Linked DNA regions of Arachis hypogaea: region 1 is linked to region 2. Evidence: chromatin contacts called from public Hi-C data. All regions are on one chromosome and are shown on one strand. The core of a region is the stretch at or near the end of the contact, and the rest is flanking DNA. Distances in the headings are between cores, read along the strand shown.

Region 1 (4,167 bases), core at 869-3,368, 270 kb before region 2:
AGAGTAAAGCAAAAGCGAGGGAGCACCTTCGAGGGGGAAGAGGCGAGAACGGAGGTAGGGTCGGGGTCGCCGAGGCGGAGAGAGAGGCGGTGGAGAGAGTTGGCGTGGTAGTCCCAGAAATAGAGGCGGGAGGCTCCGTCCCATGCGAGAAGGTTCCTGGAGGAAGTGGGGGATGTTGCGGCAGCGCATGAGGTGGAGAAGAGAGGGTGTTTGGGGAGTGGGACCCATTCGAGTTCATCTGTGGGAGTAAGAGTTAGAGGAGAACGTTTTGGTTGAGGACTTGGATCCGATGATGGATCGAGAGTGATCCTCATGGCGCCTTCACGTTTGAACTCTCCACACTCACTCGTACACGATCACTGCCACTTTCTTCTCGTTCTGGCAAGGTTCTGAAAACCGGACCAGTCATCAAACCGTTCTAGTCACTAGTTCACTAGTTTACTGGTCCAACCAGTTCAACCGTGGTCTAACCGGAAAAACCGTTTTATAATAAAATAATAAATAAATTATAAATAAATACTCTAAAACATAGTTATAGTGCAACATAAATTTTAATGTCTTCCAAATATAAAGTACTACATCAACCAAAATCTAATTTAACATTTGATTTCATAATTATTAACAATATCATTCAATATATCACTATTGAACTCGTTAAGATAGTCACAAAAAACCAAAAAAAAAATCATTGAATTAACCAAATCAATAACAAATATTCAATCATCTACTCATAGCCAAGCTCAGCATCATAGCATGATAAATCAGCAACAGCCAATAATGTAACCATAAATTTCCAATCTCAAGGGCAAGATACCAAATTATCATTGAATCAGAAGGCAAAGAACTCTTGTTGTTATTGATTTCATCCAATCTTGATCTCATCCATGAAAAGGGCCAATGAAGGGTGACAAGCCTCATCAAGCTCCTAAGGCTTGCCATTCTTGGGGCTGCCAACATTCCTCTTTGAGGTAACATGCCATTTTCACTCCCTATAAGCAACTGGACATAAGAAACATTCTCCACCTTCAAGTTTCAGTTTGGCATATCCCATCTATCTATCTATCTAATAACAAAATTTTCAGCCAAATTTTAACAAAGTTTCAGCACATTCTTAATAGAGAGTAACAAACTCTTCCAAATCTTTCTGATGTTAAGCATATTAGAAAAATAAATCCAACTTTCAGGAGCCAGTAACAAAATCATGAAATTTGAACAACATCAAATACAGACCAAAACCATAATCAGAAAAATCAATGTCTAATCTTATTATTTATAAACATATTCAAAAAGGGCGGACACTCACAAATTTAGCATGATTTTGAAGTAGAACAAGAATGAAGGCAGATGAAATCAGTGGTAACAAGATGGCAAGGCACGACAGAAACAGCAACAGAGGTAGCAGCACTGGCAGTTCAACAAGAGACTAAACAGAGACTAAACAGCACCAGACCACACTAACAGTAGCTCTCAAAGGATAAACCCAATCAAAAACACCATTACCAACAGCACAAGAGACTAAACAGAGCCAAGAATCAAGAACAATCACCATCCAGCAACAAACATTACAAAACAGAGCATAAACTAACCACACTAAACCAGCATAAAATCAGCAGCAGTTCAACAAAAATTTCAGAAATTAAAAAAAAAACAGCAGCAGCACAAAATTTCAATAATGATTTGGATTCCAACTTTCCATTAATCCATTCACACTTTCACATTCAGAAATCACTCAACAGAGCATAAAAGGAAGAACCGAAGAAGTGAAAGCAGTGCCACTAACCTTCGACGGAGAGACGGACGGCGAGCGGCGAGCGGCGACACGACGCGAGCGGCGAGCCGCGACACGACGGCGAGCTGCTCCAAGCCTCGAACAGAGAAGCCGGAGGATGGGGACGACGTGCCGAGCTATAGCCTACAAGAGAGGGCTTGGGTTCGGGATAGGGGGAGAGAGGAAGTCACGGACGGCGTCGACAACACGGACGGCGGCGGCACTGCGGCAGAACCGTTGAGGAGGAAGCTAGGGTTTTGGTTTGGTAACGTTGATTTTTGGGCTTCAGATGAGGGGTGAGACTCACGAATGCGAAGGGGGGGTGACCGGGAGTGACATTTTTTTTATTTTTTTAAATTCCAAAACGGCGCCGTTTATACCGGATGGTTTCCAATCCGGTCCAACTGACCGGTTCCCGTCCGGTTCAGCAGTTTTCAAACGGTTTTCAAATGAGCGGTTATAGACAGCAGACCATACCTTTTTCTCGCCAGTTTCCGGTTGAACTATCGGTCCGATTCGGTTTTTAGAACCATACTTTCTGGCTCGTCATGGGTTACCAAACGTCGTCATATACTCAGTTTAGTTGGAATCTCAATTTAACTCTTAAATTTTTTTGATATTACAGATTCTAATCAATCTTACAAAATTTATATTAGGTCTGATAATTTTACAATTTAAATCTTGTTACAATATTATATTTTACATACTTAATTTATTTTTTTCAATTTCACATAAAATTTAAATTTTCTCTCTAGTAGAAAGAATTGCTTTATTATTTTTTTACTAATTACTTTTTTAATTTAATTTTTATACACAGTTGATACTACTGCTAAACAAGTTTTATATAAATAATAAATTTATATTGTAAATAATAATTAATTTTTAAATTTATTATTTAATTATCTAAATACATAAATTTAATTAGATATGTCAATATATAAAAATTAATTTTTTTAATAAGATGGATTAGACAATTTTCCATCTTAGACACCACAAACTTACATACACAGTTCACACATTTAGAATATGTGGTTCAAGTATTACTTTGTTACTCAGATTCCATTTCTATGGGAATCAAATATACCTAAGGATGTGTGTGGTTCAAAGATTAAATTTTATTACCAAGTAATCTCATTTCTAGGCATTATATTCCTAGGAATGAGATTACTTGGAATATATGATTCCCATATTTGGTTGTAAAATTTAATACATTGGAATATTATGTAATAATCCTAGGAATGACTAAATTTTTGTTTGATTGAGTTTAAATATCTTGGTCATATTATGTAATATGTCAAAATTACCCTTAATCATTCAAATTAAAATATTAATGACTAAAAGTTTAATATTTTTTAAATTTACTAAAATACCCCTAATAACAAATATCTTAGTTAAAATTATTATTAATTCTAAATTTTTTTAAATTTACTAAAATACCCCTAATAACAAATATGTTTAGTTAAAATTATTATTGATTTTAATTTTTTTAAATTTACTAAAATACCCCTAATAACAAATATGTTTAGTTAAATTATTATTGACTCTAAATTTTTTACTAAAATACCCCTAATAACAAATATGTTTAGTTAAAATTATTATTGACTCTAAATTTTTTTAAATTTACTAAAATACCCTTAATATCAAATATCTTTAGTTAAATTATTATTGATTCTAAATTTTTTTAAATTTACTAAAATATTCCTAATAACAAATATCTTTAGCTAAATTATTATCGACTCTAAATTTTATCTCTACTAATAAATTTACTATAATACCCTTAATAACAAATGTTTAATTAAAATCAATTTTATCATAATTAAATTAGTGACTATGACAATGTAAAAGGAGCAGTGTTCATCTCAGATGATCCTCAACTAACTGAATGGTGGCATCTCTATTCTCCTAGCATTATAATTACTTCCAAAGATGCAAAATCTATGATCAATTATATACAAAGCAACAAAATTCCAAAATCCACCATCAATTGTCAACAAACATTTATTGGAATCAAGCCATCACCAGTTGCTACACATTCTAGTTCAAGAGGAACTTTAACTAGTTTTCCATGAATCTTAAAACCTGATATAATGGCATCAGGAACTAGGGTTTTAGCTACTTATATTCCTCACAAAACAACAGCAACAATTGGCACAAATGTCTTCCTATCAAGTCACTATAATATTCAATAAAAATTCAAAAATAGCAATATTTAAAGCAATTTCTTCAAAAATGGCAAAAGTTCCCCCGGTTGAAGTTGGAACACCATGTCGATCAGACTATTGTCCCTTAGAATGCTAAGGCCAGCCTTCATTCTATCATCACCGCTCAAACCAGGAACATCTCTCAACAGTGCCATTAGCTTCATTCTGCGCTCAGCTCCTTCTTTCTCATGCTTAAAA
Region 2 (3,693 bases), core at 799-3,298:
TCGGTAAAGCCTTGGAAAATAGTTGTGCCTCTATTCTAGAATTATTGGAATCTTATGAGAGTTTCAGTGGACAAAGAGTTAATCTTAGTAAATCGGTCATATTCTTCAATAATAACACTCCAGAGTTGATTAGAACCTCCTTAACAGCTGATGCACCACTATTTCGTGGTATATTTTGTACTTAATTGAGTGGATTTTACTCACTAAACTCACACTTATTCAGATAATTCGCATGTTTTACATTTTCCTTCCTAATTTTGTTCTATGATTGAAAACATGCTTCTTTGACCTTAAATTACTAATTTTAATTCTCTCTTATTACCATTCGATGCCTTGATATGTGTGTTAAGTGTTTTCAGACTTTAACAGCACAGCTGAATATTCCTCACATAGGTGCACAGGATAAATATTTGGGTCTATCTTTCTTTATCAACCGCTCTAAAAAAAGTTACATTTAACTCAATCAAAGATAAGGTTCTTAAAAGGATACAAGGATGAAAAATGTGCTTGTTATCTAATGGAGGAAGACAGATATTACTTCGAGCAGTTGGTGAAGTCATACCAATATACATATTGTCATATTTTAAACTTATGGACAACTTGCTAAATAAAATTCATAGTATTCTAACTCAATTCTGGTGGGGGAAGCAAGGTTCTGAAAGACCAATGGTGTGGATTAGTTGAGATAAGATGACCAGGTCTAAGAAAGAAAGCGGGCTTGGTTTCAAAGATCTCAGAACTCAAAACCTGGCTCTTTTGGGTAAACAGTGCTGAAAAAAAAATCGTGTATCAACCTAACTCTCTTCTTTCTAGAATACTTAAAGGTGAATACTTCAGATTTAATTCTATCCTTACAGCAGAAGTAAGGACCTTATCTTCTTGGAGTTGGCAAAATATTCTTGAAGGGAGGCGAGTTGTAAAGAAAGGCATTAGTTAAAAAGTAAGTTCTGATGACATCCGAATCTTATCCAAACCATGGCTCCCTCCTCCTTATCCCTTCACTGTTCCACCATCTGTGGTACTACTATCAGATAGTTACCATTTGTTATAGGTGAAAGACCTGTTTTTGTCAAATAAATCGTGGAACAAAGTATTAATCTCAAATCTTTTCCCTCCAAAAATTGTTAAGTGAATCCTCTCCATAACCCCAGGAGAAGGTGAAAACATAATTCAATGGATAATAAACAGAGGAAAAACATATGATGTTGTATCTGGGTACAAAATTGCTTACCAATTTTACCATAACTCCATTGAATTTTATCCAAACTTCATGCAACAGATGTCAGTTTGGAGTCATTTATAGAAGCTGAAAATTTCTCACAAGATTTTGCTCTTTGCGTGGAAAATTCTCCATAGTAAGCTTCTTGTTCTGCTTCTCATCCACCAACGGTTCCCATCCACTTCGACAACTTGTCTAATTTGCAAGTCAGCTCCAGAATCACTCATGCACTGTCTATTTTTCTGTGGAGACGCTAATCTAGTGTGGAAGAAAAATCCTTTGACTTATCTCATTCCAGATCATAGATGTTCCTTGTTCTTCGATTGGTGGAGGGATTTGGTGTTACAAACTGAATTTCAAGGAACAAGCCCAAAAAGAACTCGACTGATTTTGATTATAACTTGAAATATTTGGAAGGAGGAGTGTCGGCGAGTCTTCGAGCATGTCCAGAATCTCTGGAAAAAGTGCTAGCAACATCGCTTAAGTCACCAGGAACTATCTATTTTACCTTATGCATAGTGCCCTAAAATTTTTTTGTTATCTACTTTTCTATATTATTTTCTTCTTATAATTTTACCTGTTCACAAATATTTAAAAATCTCCTTTTTCTATTTTTTCTTATCCTAAATTTTAGACATTATATTTATTTTTCTATTGAATAAAATACTACTATCATCTAAAAAAAAAAAAGTGTTCTATATAAATGACTGATTGTATAACTAATTTTTATACTATCTAACATAGTTGTTTAAAAAATATTTCACAAATAAATAATTAAAAGATATCTTTTTTTGGTTTATTCATTTTATATATTATTTTTGCCACGAGAAGAGAACCTATTGTGACCAAAGTCACAACGACCAAACACGACCCTAAAGATGGGCTCATTATGGCGCGCAGGAAAGAAGCTCTCTCTTGTTGCCTCCGCCGCTGCCGGTGGCACCGCGGCAGCGCTCATTGCCACCTCTGACGACCCCGCAACAGCTCTCAGGCTCTGCGCCACCGTTCCCCACCGCCTCCTCCGCGACGCCGTCACTGCCGCCAACATTGCGTTCGGTAAATAAACTGTAGATCTAACAGAAACTTCGTGGTTCCCGAAGTTTCTGCAAATTCAAAAATTCTTATCAGTTTTATCGATTATTTATTTATTTGTTTGTTTATTTATTTGTTTTTGGCTTCAAAGCTCAATCCTACTTCTTTTACCTTATTGAATTCTGTAAATTTGGATGCTAGTTTTGAGTTTGGGTTTCTATTGCTAAAAGTTTGTTTGGGGTTAAAGTGATTGACAATGTTGCACATCAATTTGTATTGTCTTTACCTTATTTGAATTAATAGTTCAAATTTGAATTAAGGTTTTGAGTTGTGAATTATGAATTTATGATGTTTCTACGCGTGTTTTCACATTGGTTTATTCACAGACATTATTTTTTCAGTGAGAATGAAGCTTGGAATAATGAAATGTGGTTTGCTGTGTCGTTGTTTTGTTAGATTATGAATATTCACTGCGTGGATTGCGGGAGGGAAGCATTGAGAGGGAGATGGTCAAGCATGAAGTTCACCTCCGGTCAGCAGAGAAACTTCGAGACTTGTGTTTTAAGAATGGTGGGATTTATATAAAGCTTGGGCAGCATCTTGGGCAGTTGGTATACTTCCTTTGCCTCTCCTTTTTGTTTGAATAGAAAAAAATATATGGTGATAACTGACTTTACCAATTGCAATCGTCCTCAGTGATGCAAAGGGAATACTCTGTTTGTTCTTTTATATGTTTATTTATGAACAGGAGTACTTGGTTCCTCAAGAGTATGTTATAACATTGAGGGAATCTATGCTAAATAGATGTCCAGTTTCTTCATATGAGCAAATATGTGAAGTATTCAAGAGGGAGCTTGGAGACACACCGGAAAATGTATAAATATTTTTGTTTGATTCATTTGTCCTTTATGTGTGTTATTTTTCTCCAGTCATGGTTGCGACTTTTCTCTTGAAATATTACTATTGTGGTGGATGAGTTTTGCTTTTTTAATTGTGTAGATATTTGCTGAGTTTGACCCAATTCCAATAGCAAGTGCTTCCCTTGCACAAGTCCATGTAGCCCGCACACATGATGGCCAAAAAGTTGCTGTGAAGGTTAAAAATAATGCTAATATTTCTTGATCATCTATTATTGAATATTTTGAATCATCTTTCTTCTGCATGAACATGTGTGTTAGTGTTTTTGCTGGGAATATCTTCATTTAAAATTTATCTGTTGTTGTTCAGGTTCAGCATGCTCACATGACTGAGACTGCAGCTGCAGATCATGCCACAGTGGAATTGGTTGTGAACACTCTGCATAGGTTTTTTCCCAGTTTTGATTATAGGTAAGTAGGGCTATAATACTATTGGCTAAGGAATTTACAGATGTCATGACTAGGAAACATTTGGAAGTCATCCAAGTCTGAACAACCACAACTGATGGATTGTATCTATTTTTT

The links. A called contact is a pair of places that touch in the nucleus more often than the background predicts.
Region 1: a contact with region 2 is called in a Hi-C map of leaf, with 4 times the contacts expected there. The contact joins the promoter of LOC112782738 here to the promoter of LOC112784591 in region 2. A contact is called at or near these places in 2 of 8 Hi-C or Micro-C datasets (both in leaf).

The regions. Positions count from the first base shown.
Region 1 is chr20:35,486,219-35,490,385 of arahy.Tifrunner.gnm2.J5K5, reverse strand. It overlaps LOC112782738 (nuclear pore complex protein NUP88), which reads right to left and starts at 2,118. Exons shown (of 10, transcript XM_025825290.3): 1 at 1,781-2,118; 2 at 27-389. The coding sequence starts at 314.
Region 2 is chr20:35,220,705-35,224,397 of arahy.Tifrunner.gnm2.J5K5, reverse strand. It overlaps LOC112784591 (putative ABC1 protein At2g40090), which reads left to right and starts at 2,048. Exons shown (of 11, transcript XM_025827854.3): 1 at 2,048-2,275; 2 at 2,708-2,862; 3 at 3,000-3,125; 4 at 3,251-3,346; 5 at 3,479-3,579. The coding sequence starts at 2,098.